Linked DNA regions of Sus scrofa: all the other regions are linked to region 3. The links are chromatin contacts, called in public Hi-C maps. All regions are on one chromosome and are shown on one strand. The core of a region is the stretch at or near the end of the contact, and the rest is flanking DNA. Distances in the headings are between cores, read along the strand shown.

Evidence for each region. A called contact is a pair of places that touch in the nucleus more often than the background predicts.
Region 1: a contact with region 3 is called in a Hi-C map of embryonic fibroblasts, with 4 times the contacts expected there. The contact joins the promoter of RIT1 here to the promoter of LAMTOR2 in region 3. A contact is called at or near these places in 1 of 47 Hi-C or Micro-C datasets (embryonic fibroblasts) and 1 of 2 datasets of contacts at active chromatin or transcription factors (alveolar macrophages).
Region 2: a contact with region 3 is called in a Hi-C map of liver, with 5 times the contacts expected there. The contact joins the promoter of SYT11 here to the promoter of LAMTOR2 in region 3. A contact is called at or near these places in 1 of 5 promoter capture datasets (liver), 7 of 47 Hi-C or Micro-C datasets (blood, embryonic fibroblasts, heart right ventricle and 2 more) and 1 of 2 datasets of contacts at active chromatin or transcription factors (alveolar macrophages).

The regions. Positions count from the first base shown.
Region 1 is chr4:94,115,536-94,119,431 of Sscrofa11.1, forward strand. It overlaps RIT1 (Ras like without CAAX 1), which reads left to right and starts at 2,186. Exons shown (of 6, transcript NM_001077230.2): 1 at 2,186-2,323; 2 at 2,758-2,902; 3 at 3,065-3,121. The coding sequence starts at 2,800. It overlaps KIAA0907 (UPF0469 protein KIAA0907 homolog), which reads left to right. Exons shown (of 15, transcript XM_001928648.6): 15 at 1-1,127. The coding sequence ends at 67.
Region 2 is chr4:94,161,434-94,165,200 of Sscrofa11.1, forward strand. SYT11 (synaptotagmin-11) reads right to left here and starts at 1,658. Exons shown (of 4, transcript XM_001928804.6): 1 at 1,318-1,658. The coding sequence starts at 1,351. GON4L (GON-4-like protein) reads left to right here and starts at 454. Exons shown (of 34, transcript XM_021089699.1): 1 at 454-548; 2 at 3,200-3,337.
Region 3 is chr4:93,974,288-93,978,222 of Sscrofa11.1, forward strand. LAMTOR2 (late endosomal/lysosomal adaptor, MAPK and MTOR activator 2) reads right to left here and starts at 1,274. Exons shown (of 4, transcript NM_001243627.1): 1 at 999-1,274; 2 at 530-692. The coding sequence starts at 1,066. It overlaps UBQLN4 (ubiquilin-4), which reads left to right and starts at 2,099. Exons shown (of 11, transcript XM_003125701.5): 1 at 2,099-2,300. The coding sequence starts at 2,193.

The sequences.
Region 1 (3,896 bases), core at 936-3,435, 140 kb after region 3:
GGGATATCAGTACCCTTCATCACAACCACGAGCTAAACAACAGATGCCATTCTGGATGGCCCCATAGGCAACAGTGGAAGAGTTTTGAGCCTTGGTGACTCTTTAGCAATAATGCATGCATTCGATTTAACAAGACTCTGGGGCCTGTCCTAGGAACCATCTTGGACCTTTGAAGAAGTCAGAGATGAGTGTCTCCTTTCTTAAAGGGGTTCCATTCTTTTTAAAACATCCTTAAATCTGCAGCGGCATAGCATCTGTTAAAATTTACTTAGAATCACAGATTTGTCTCAGAAGCTTTTTAACAGTTGGTGAAATGTGCTCGTTCAACAGGGTCATTCCGATATACACTTGACCTGGTCCAGCCTTTTCCAAATGAATAGCCCTTATTCTGACGTAAACCAAGTTTTATTTGTATTTTACTACTGTTTGGTCAATTTTGATAATAACTGGTTCCAAACAAAGCCTTACTATTTATTAGTGGGGAAATGATTTTAAGACCATCCTTTCTTTTCAGTACTTAGATCTAAGAACCCCTGCGTCCCTGTTTCATTTTTGGATTCTTTGTTTTGGAAAACGTGGTTTTACTAATTTAAAACTGTTGAATATAGCTGGATCCTGGGGAATTGAAGGTTTTCTTTATTTCTTTGGGATGATCCAAAGCTGGCACCTTCAGGCACTCTCGTCTCAGAGAGCCATTGCTGTTTTTATTGCCCGTCTAAGCTCCTTGTCTTCAAGTGGGTCAGAGAAAACTGCTTGATCAAAAGCTGGTCAGAACTCATCACAGAAATGAAACCCAGTGGTCTGTCTCTCTCAGAACTGGTTGCAGCGAAAATAGAGAGATTTGACTGCTCGCAATAGAATGGTGGACTTAGTGACTGAGATTGCGACTTGTCCTTTTTCTTGGCATTACAGGTTTTGCCAAAAGAACTTTTTTTGTATCAAATATTGATGTGTGAAAGTGAAGGAGCTAGTCTGCTGAACCAGGAGTAGTTTGAGATATTGAACTATCATTTTTGCACATTTGAATACTTTGCAGGCTGGCTTTGTATAAATGTATCCTCTGGTTTCCTATATGTTGTAAATATTTAGAACATAATTTCATTATAAATAAATGTATAAATATTCTGCTTGTGGTTTCTCTGTTCTTTCTTCCACAACGTATCCATGCACTAAAATTCATAAACTTTTTTGCTCACAGCATACTATAACCCCCATCAGAAAAATACATACCTGGACCCAAGAGTTTGCATTTAGTTCCAAGTTGTTGTTTTTTGTTTTTTTAATTTTTTTCTTTTAGTTCCAAGTGTTTTATGACTTTTCAAAGTAAACCCTGCAAAGTCCAAGTGAAATGTAAAGGATTGTTATGGTGGATGTTTTTCCTTTTCATTTTCTTGCCCTCCTTTATTGAATGTGGTTAAAAGGACTGAGTGAAAGTATTCTTTTTCTTTTTTTGGCTTTTTAGGGCTGCACCCATTGCATATGGAAGTTTCCAGGCTAGGGGGTGAATCGGAGCTGTAGTTGCCGGCCTACACCACAGCCACAGCAGTGCCGAATCTGAGCCACAGTTCGCGGCAACTCTGGATCCTTAACCCACTGAGCAAAGTCAAGGATCGAACCTGTGTCCTTATGGGTGCTAGTTGGGTTCATTCCCACTGAGCCACCACGGGAACTCCAGGAAATATAAGTATTCTTGGAAAAACATGCTTAGAAAGGAAGAAGGATGGGCAGAAGTTGCAACAGAAAATTTTGCCCATATAAAGTTCCTTCTAGTACTTCTATGTGTTACCCACCTAAATACAGGTGAACAGAATTGATAGTGTCTTAATTTATTGCTGTAAAGTCAAAGCCAGGTGCTTTTTTTTGTTACTAAGCAATAACACCTTGGTCCTGTTTGGGGGGGGGGTTGGCAGGTGCCCATTTCCTCATTACATTTGGCCAAATTTGTTTTTCTCATAAATGGTCCTGGGCAAGTTGTTATTGTAGAAGTCTCCAGTGTGCCCCTTATCACATCCTCCTTGCTTGACTTTGGTGTAAATAGTTTTGTGGCAGAGGGGGGCGCTGAGTGTGGCACTCCCCCAGGGCCTTCAGCGATGAGCGGGGTTTGAGGACCTGGCAGGAGATGGTCCTCCCCGGAGGAGGCGGGGCCAGTCCCCTGCGTCACGAGGGCGGCCCCGCCCCTCCTGCTGAGACGCGGGCGCTGCTGGCGCCATCTTCCCCAGCTGCGGGAGGGGTCACAGGTCAGTGCCAGATCCTCGCCGCGAATGAGGAGGACCGAGGACGAAGTGGGTGATCAGACCCGGCAGTGGCCTTAACCTTCCGACGGGTACGAGCAGCGGAGGGGTTGGCTTGTGAGGCGGAAGGGTGGGGGGCTTGATGGCGGCGCGAGGTGCTGCCGGGGGAGGAGAGCAGCCTCCGAGGGGAATGGAGAGGGGGCTGAACCTCCGGGTACCGCGGGCTTGAGAGGAAACCCTGAGGCCTAAGTCCCAAACTGCACTTTCTCACTGGGCTCCCTCCTGCTGTGCCGGCGTCCCAGTCTGCAAAGAAATGCCAAATTTCTTTGTCTCTTTTTATTCTTTTTTGAAAAAAAGTAGTAATTCAGAAAATCTATGATATGTCATGGGTCTGAGCTGCCCTGGAGGGAAGGTGAGGCTACGTGTTGCCTGAGGGTCGCCAGAAAGGGAGCAGGGGTAGGGCACTGGCTCTAGGACTGTCGTCACGGGGTCTCCATCCTGGATTAAATATTTTCTTTCTTTCCAGGTGCCTTTTCCTCCGGGCAGCCCAGGATTCTCCAAGAGGACAATGGATTCTGGAACTCGCCCAGTTGGTAGCTGTAACAGCCCTGCAGGGCTGTCACGGGAATACAAACTAGTGATGCTAGGTGCTGGCGGTGTAGGGAAAAGCGGTAGGTGACATTTTCCATTTTAAAGAAGTAAGAATGAAAAATGCTCACAACAGATGCCCTCCCCGAAAACCAAGTAGGAGACTGTCCTGCAATATTGATACTTGCAGTTCTTTCTGTTGGTCATCTTTGTATTTATTTTAACTTTCGCTTCTTGTTTTAAAGCCATGACCATGCAGTTCATCAGCCACCGATTTCCAGAAGATCATGACCCCACCATTGGTAAGTCAGACTGTCACTTAGGTTTTTCCACTAAACCCCATAAAAAGGCCTTGGTGTCAGTTTTTGAAACAGTTTTAGACCATTTATATTTTGAGCCTTTTGGGTGTCTGGTTTAGATTTACTTAACAAGAATAACATGGCAGTTGATAAGCAAATGACTTTTTTTTCTTAGCTTAACTTTATATGTACATAAGCCATCTTAGTCTGTTTTTTATTAAATATTACTGGGACACTTTGTTTTATTTTTATGGTTGCTCTACTGTATCGTCAGATTAAAGGAAAAGTTTAAAGGCCACTTAACAGAAGGCTTTTGCTATCATTTCTTTAAGGGTCTGATTTGAGACTAACTCTGTAACTATGAGTCAGCTGGTCTGAACTTCCACAAAAGGAAGCAGAAAAACAAGTAGAGCCAGCCTGCTGAACTCTTACAACCCAGACATGCAGAGCCTGGACTTGTTCCACTAGAAGCCCTTCATTTACTTCCTTATACCTCAAGTTCATTACACAGCAAGGTCTTTCTTCACGTCTTCTATAATCTTAATGCTCTATTGTTAGTAAACCACTGTTAGTAAGTAAAAACTAATTTTCTTGTGCCCTTTTTTTTTTTCTTTTTTTAGCTGCTATTCGCCATAGACCTTAGGAATGTTACTGTCATTCCTGGACCATAAGGAAGCAGATTTGATTTTAAGGGGTTATTTCCCAGTGAAGAAGAAAAATGGTGATGGGGGTAGAGGAGGGCACAGAAGTTCTGCCATATCACTTGTATTTTCAGGAT
Region 2 (3,767 bases), core at 408-2,907, 190 kb after region 3:
ATAGAGCACACTGGGCTCTGTTCATTTCCATAAACCTTTCGCTGGAGTAGGAAAAGCCATTTCCTAGTTGGATCGAGGCCCCACCCTAAACACTGGAGTCTGGAGGCTCAAACCTTCTGGATTGTCTGAGGGATAGACTCTCTTAAGGGAAATGACAGCACCCTTCGCTGACAGCAACTCTCACTGGCTTCTCCCGTCCAAACTGGGGTAGGACTGAGGGCGAAGCAGGGCAATTCTTTTTTTATTTTTGGTCCAGGAAAGCATAGCACAGGAAGTTTGCTACCCTAGCACATTTTGGAGGAATCTCCCAAGAGGAAAAACTTTGCTTCTTCTCGAGCTTCTCTTTCCCATCTGCTTCCCTATTTTCCACCCCACTCGCTGCTCCAGGGAGCGTAACTGATCTCCGAGCCCGTAGGGCTGGGTCGGGGACCAGCGGCTCCGAGATGACGTAATGCTTTCTCTGGTACACAAAGCGGCCTCCCCAGGGCTCAGCCTTTTTCGCCCCTCCCCCTCCGGCCTGGATCAGGCCCCCGCCAGCACCAGAGCGGGTGAGTCCCCCTTTTTGAAAAACCAGTCTAGGGAAACAGGGAACAAAGGCCCGGGAAGAAGAGCCTAGGCGCTGCCAGGAGGCCCAGAAATAGACATCACGTCATCCCCTAGCCCAGCAGCGCCAAGCGCCATTTGGTAGCATAGGAGGACCCCACCATTACGATGCAGAATAGAAATTGCAGGGCTCACGTTTTCTCCTAGCCCCAGCATCCAGCTGACCGGCTTAAGGAGTGGCTTGCTTTTGGCTCTCCACCCCCGCACCCTTCTCTCCCCAGAGGCCGCCACCTCCCCTGGCTCCCAGCCACACAGCCCACAGTCTCCAAGCTGCCATCTTGATGCCCCATCCCCTTGCCACCTCCCTCCCCCGCAGCCCTGAAGGAGTGGGAGGAGGAGGAAGGGGCACCGCCCTGCGTGCCCCAAGGGGGAGGGCTCGGCCTACCCCACCTCTCCTCCCCCAGAAGGAGGGGTTCACATCCTCCGCAAGCTCTCTGTTTCTCACCTCCAGCAGTGCTGACAGTGCACCATACAAGGTTTTAGCATCCCGAACCTCCCCAACCTCGGTGTGGCTCTGGCCTTCCCAGCCCCTGCAGCCCATAGCTCAAGTTCAGGTCTGCCCACTGCCTACTACGCATCACCACAGGCCCGATTTTAGAGCGGATAGCACCTGAAGGTCCTGGTCTTGGTTTCACTCTCTGCCCAGCCCCTGGGCTCCCTTGGTTTTGCAACGGTTTCGCCTACCCCAAGCTTAGTTTGCCAGATTCTACTTACCAAAGCTAGGTCGGATATTGGTGATCTCAGCCATGTCGTAATCGGAGGCTATTGCTATTAACGCGTTTGCACTGGTCAGGCAACTCTGGGAACCTCCGGTCAGTACCTAGGCCGCCGCTGCAGAGCGCTAGGTCAGGGGAGGGGGAAGGTATCTGGCGGACGCCTCCTGCGACGGTCTGGTCCCTGGTTGCCAGCTGCGGTCGCCTCTTAAGATGCTCCAGGGATGCTCTGAGCTAAGGATGCAGGTGCAGCCAGACTGGTCCTGATGCGAGGTAGGCCCCGCCTTCTTCCGAACGACCCTCGGCAGAAGGCTCCGCCTCTGTCCGAAAAGTTCCGGAAGGCAAGACCCGCCCCTTTCCGGAAGACCTCTGGGAGGGGCCCTCTCCCTTCGCCAAGATTTCCAGAGAATGAGACCCCGCCCACTAATGGGTTGTGGGTCTGTAAGGCGAAAACTCTGCGGCCTAAGAAGTGTAGGTAGGTATTTTATCATATGAGAGCCTATAGATCTTGTGATTCCGGTTCCCTGGGCTTAATATAGTAACTGAATATTCTGGCCGAGGGGGACCCAGGATTTTGGAAAAACAAAATTCTATCTTGCCTACATTCAGTATCAATTGCAATTATTATAAGTTTATGAGACCACTAAAGAATATTTTGAAACCTTTCTTAAACTTCAGAAACTCTGATTAAAGACCAAACGTGGTGATGGTTGCAGAGTTCTGAAAATTTAGTGAAAATAATTTAATTGTATAAGTAAAACGGCTGGGTTTTGTGGTGTGTAGATTGAAACTGTTTTAAAAAAGGACTAATGAAGAGTGCCAAAGTTAATCAGTGTTGGATATTTCTCTTGTAAAAGCTTCAAGTGCTTAGGGCTGCTTAGAGAAGTTTGAGAGAGAGAGTGAGGGAGGGATGGAGGAAGAGAGAAAGAGAAGTATGGAGAGAGGCAGTGAAAACCAACAGATCCGTGTATTCTGTAGATCCAAAAGCAGGACACAAATGAAACTCCAAGCTTCTAGAGACTTCCTTGGCATTCGGAAGGTTTAGGGTGATTCAGGTTACCGTCAGACTACTGCAGGTTATCTCCATGATTACATCAATTTCGTCATTCATTTTGGTTGTGGTTACTTTCATCCTATCCGATTCTGTTTACAGACAGGATCAGGTCAGGTAGATTATTTAAATGCATAAATATTTGGTGGTGGTTCACCTGTAAAGTGAGAGAGTTGAATGTATTTTTCCAGCTTTGACATTTTGTCCTTCTTGAAAAGAGGAAAAGAACATGGTTCTAGGAGTCATTCATTCATTCAAAACACATGTATTGAATTTATTGAACATTGACTATGTCCCAGGCACCATCCTGGACACCGGATTAATGCATTAGAAGCTAGAGTGAGGCTACTGGATTCCCTCTCACAGCTAGTTATCTTTGTGAAATCATCTACCCAGTTGAGCCAAAAATTTGTCCTGCGGAAATTGGAAGGTATAATATCCACTGTGCCACAGGATTTATTGTGAAGATCAAATCACCTTTGATAACGTAAGTGAAAGCATTCTGTTAAATGCGGAGTGTTTTATAGATATGAATAATTATAATTTATAATTATGGATTGAGTCCAAGTCTGCCTTAGCTTTATTCAGGAAACTGCAGTTTGTAACCTAGGGATTCCTCTTTCTGAAATTTTATGAATTCCCCGTTTCCCTGGTCCCATATTCCAGGTGTCTCGTGGCGAGAAGGATTAGTTGTCAAATTAAATCGCTGAACCTTAATCCAGTTTTGTTTTGAGTAGGGGAGCTCCCTGGACAGAGAAAGCGAGGTATTGCCTTTAAATATTTTGCCAACAACGGAGTACCAGATCTTTGCCTTCATTCTGCCCTAAAATAGGATGGCGCCGGTGCTTGGCGCATGCTCCTTGGTGTTCTGACGCCGTGCACCGCGACTCGGGGGCGCGCACGTCAGTCGCTGCCGTTGGCTGACTTCCGGTGGTACCGAAGCTGAGTTTCCGCGGGATCCGGCCGGCTGGTGAGGGTACTGGGTTGTGTGCATTGGGGCGGGAAGACGCAGGTGGGAGCTGGGCGTCCGGGAGAAGGAGGTCCAAGCCGAGGCGGTCGGGTGCGTCACAGAGGTTGGGAGTGAAAGTGTCTAGCTGGGAGTGGGGACTTGCTCCAGCGCTGGGCGCTGCGATGAAAAGCGCAGTTAGGACCCCATTGTGAAATCTTTTCCCAGGAGGGGTCCGCGCTGGGGCTGCTGCCGGATTTGCATTCATTTGCCCGGTTGGTCTCATTCCAGTTCCCAAAGGGGGAGCCTTTTTAGAGTCACTGCTGTGTTTGAAGTGCCCGGAGCTGATCCCTGCTCGCTGCTGACTTTGACTAGTAGCTGCCTTTCTTTCTCTTTCTCCTCCCTCCCCCTTTTCAGGACCTCTGTGAAATATAAGACTCTACTAAACTACTCC
Region 3 (3,935 bases), core at 24-2,523:
TATAAAGGTGAATGAGACAGGTTCTGTTCCCAAGAAATTCAGTCTAATGGCGCTTCCTCTTTCTGGACTTTATCTCCTTTTTCTGTAAACTGAAGGAACTGGACTAGGGTCTGGACACTTTGCCATGCTTCTGAGTCTGAGAATCTCAGATGACAACACTTTGTGTCTGCATATCACTCTACAGTTTACACCTACCCTTTCATTTGATCACAACAACCCTGTGTGCGTGATGTGGTGGTGGGGATTATTTTCACACTGGAGATGTGGTAAAAAAGCTTGTGACTTACCCAAGGTTCCACAAATGGCAAGTGGCTGGCTGAGACTAGAACCCAGCCAGACCTCGGGTCCAATACTCCTTCCTCATCACCACTTGATACATAGGGTCCTGCCTATTATAAATGCTGCTGCAGACCAACTCTTAGTAATCTTCCAGAAATCCTGTCCCTGGGCCCCAACCATCCAGGATGGGGTCCAGGGTGCCCCTTGGGGGTCCCCTTAGGGACAGAGGAAATGGCTCCCCTCTCCATACCATGCAGTCCATGAGGATGAATTTGAGATTGTCTTCGTTAAATGCTTGGTTCCCGTTCCGGTCGTAGGCCGCCCAGATGTTACTGGCGATGGCTGCAGTGACTCGGGCGTCCGTATCCCCGTAACCAGAGTAGGCCAACAGAGATCCCTCGTTATTCAGCAGCCTGGAAAAGCATCAGAACGGATATCAACGTGCTCAGGATGGGGAGTAAAATACCTGACTTTCCATCCCAACTCGCCCACCGGCGCTCCTAGAAAGCAAGGGTCTGGGTTGAGTGTGTCCTAGAACATGCCCCAAACACCCAGCACGTCAGTTTCTCTTTCAAGAGTGGCCCTCTCGCCGGTTCACCCAAAGGCTGCCCCCTCTGCCACCTCCTCCCTTCCCAGAGAGCCTTCCCCACCCCTCCCTCGGAGAGCCGCGCGCAGCCCCACTCCAGTGCTCGCCGCTCGGCCTCTCGGTCCGCACTCACAGGGTGCTCTGGACACCTCCAGTGTTAGCTTGGCTTAGCACCTGGGTCAAAGCCTTGGGACGCAGCATGCCTGTGGCTCCTAACCCTGGGCTTTCACAACCTGATCCCGGAGTTTCCTATAACTGGCCTCCGCCTGCCGCTTCCCGTAGTCCAGCTGCCCGGCTCCAGAACTCCTGGGAGTTGTAGTTTCCTGGCCTGACTGTGCGGTTCTGACTCAACCCCGCCTCACCGCGGGGGGCGCTGGGAATTGTAGTTCCTCGAAGCTTCGCGAGGCACCCTGGGAACTACAGTTCGCCTTTCCAGTGAGACCACGCGGTTATGGGGGAAAAGAGCGGGAGTAAAAGGATAGTGGCAGTACTGGAAGGACATTTAACCCTCTCGGGCAGAGGAGTCATATCTGCTTGACAATCCACGATTCAGTAATTAAAAGAAAACAAAATTCCTATACTTGTCAGGCATACCTTGGGTTACTTCTCAAAGCAATTTTCTACATTATGCATAATTCTGTGAGATGAGGAGATAGATGCTATTGAGGAAATAGGCTCAGAAAGGCCATGCAGGCAAAAATCCAGGTCTCTGGAACTGTACTGAATAGACTTCTTGGAGGCCGCTACCCTCAGGGGAATTAAGTCAATCCTACAGAAGAGGTTTTAGGTAGATATCCAGAAGTGGAAAATTCAGCCTCCAAGTCGGGAGAAGCCTCAGGCCTGGAAAGGATTTGGGCTTTCCAAGAAAGACCAGTTATCATAGGGAACGGAGATAAAGCGGCGACACAGAAAGTCCTTTGTCCCGGAGAAAGAGTTAGTCGCGGAGGGGGCGGGTAGCTTTGGGCCCGGGGGCGGGGGGTTGGCACCTCAGCGCGACTCGGACCGGCTACCACGGGCGGTGGTCTCTCCCGGAGAGTTTGCTTCCCGCCCCTGTCCGGAGCAGCCCCTTTGGGGGCCGCCGCCCAGCAAGGCCCTGCCCAGGCTGCAGACCCCGGGCTCGGCCCTGGGCGGACCCCGCTGCAGTGGCCCCCCCGGTCCGCCCGGGGCGCTGTGGCTGCGGCTGGTCCGGAGGGGGCGGTGAAGCCTTGGGGAGGGGAGGGGAGAGGGGAGTGTTGGAGGCGCCGGAGCCGAGCACCGCCGGGCGGGCGGGGAGGAGGAGGAGCCGGGGCGGGCTGGCGGGCGGCCGGGTGGCGGCGGCGGCGGCGGCATGGCGGAGCCGAGCGGGGCCGAGACGAGGCCCCCGATTCGGGTCACCGTCAAGACCCCTAAGGACAAGGAGGAAATTGTGATCTGCGATCGAGCCTCGGTCAAGGAGGTAGTACGGGTGGTGGGGATTGGGGGGGTGCGGAGGAGTGGTCTGTGAAGAGGGGGGTGTCTCTGAGACCGTCGGGCGTATGGGAGGGCCGGGGAGAGGAGGGCGGGGGCCCAGCAGGCACTCGGGGAAGCGGGAGGGAAGAGGCGGCGGGTAGGGGGCGTCCTGCGAGGTCGATCCGGGGTAGCGTGGCGCGTGTTTGGGAAGGGAGGCCGGGGTTTGCCTTGTGGCCTGGTCTGGGGGCGTGGTGGAGTTGGAAGAGGACACCTTGCACAGGCAAGGGGGAAGGACCCTGTGTTGGAGAGGAGTGTTTGCGCCGCTTACTAGCGGGGGTTCGAGGCGCTGAGGCAGGGTGGGAGCCGGGCAAGGTGCGGAGGCCGGATAGTGGGCGCGGGGCGCAGGCGAGGAAAGCTCCAGGCTTCTACTGTGCGTCTCAGAGAACGCCCAGCATTCTGACGCCCGGCCGGTGCGGGGGGAGGATTTCCCTCTGCCGGGATCTTTGCTACTCTTTCAAATCAAGGTAGTTGCGTTTGGTTCTCAGCCCCTCTGGGATTTACACAAGGTGCAGTAGGTGCTCAAGAAAAATGTGGTGAATGACTGAATGAGGGAATATTGCTGTGTTCACCACCCGCCTGTGGCGGCTCCAGAATTTCACAGAGGCGGGGCTAAGATAGGCTTTCTGGTTGGGAAGGAGGGATCTGGAAGCTGCCTTTGCTTAGCAAGTGCACTGTTTTTACTTAGAGTGTAAGTTTGGGTTGGTAGGGGGGTTGCGGATAGATGTAGAGTCTTAACTCTTTCCAAGCCAGCTTTTAGTGCCATTATTGCCCTTCCCCCAACCTTATAAAATGACTCCATTCCAGAATTGAAATCATTTTCGCTGCAAAGCTGAATTTGGTATCAGCTCTAGTTGAGAGGATCCATGTTTTTGGTTCAGAGCTTGGGCTTCGGTATCGAGGCCTAAGTTCCAGTCTGCCCGGGGCAAGTTTCCTAACTGCTTTGATTCTCAGTTTTCTTGTCTTTAAAATGGAGATAATTGTTAACATGTATCTCATGGGATTTAGACTCTGAATGGTTAGTGCTTTTATAAATAACGTGTTACCTGGTAACTGGTTAAGGGTCAGCTGGTTAAGGGTCTGGCGTTGTCACTGCTTTGGCTCAGGTCACTGTGTGGCTTGGGTTCGAACCCTGGTCCAGGAACTTCTGCATGCTGTGAATGTGGCCAATAAATATGTAAATACCTAAATAAATAAGTGGGATCTGTTTATCATCATTGTCACAAGAACACTGGAAATAAAGAGAGGAAAAAGACTTGGGGTCTGAGAAGAGAAGGCTGAAGGGAGACAGGGCCTGGGCCCAAGGCTGTTGAAGGAGTTGGGATGGTGAGAACTGCCTAGGCAGTACCCTCACGGGGAACTGGGTGGAGGGACTGAAGATGGAGTGGCAGATAGAAGTGAAGTCTTTCTTGGAGTTCCCTTCGTGGCTCAGTGGTAATGAACCCAACTAGTATCCACGAGGACACGGGTTCGATCCCTGGCCTCGCTCATTGGGTTGGGGATCCATTGTTGCCGTAAGCTGTGGTGTAAGCCGCAGATGCAGCTCAGATCCCGAGTTGCTGTGGCTGTGGCATAGGTCAGCAGG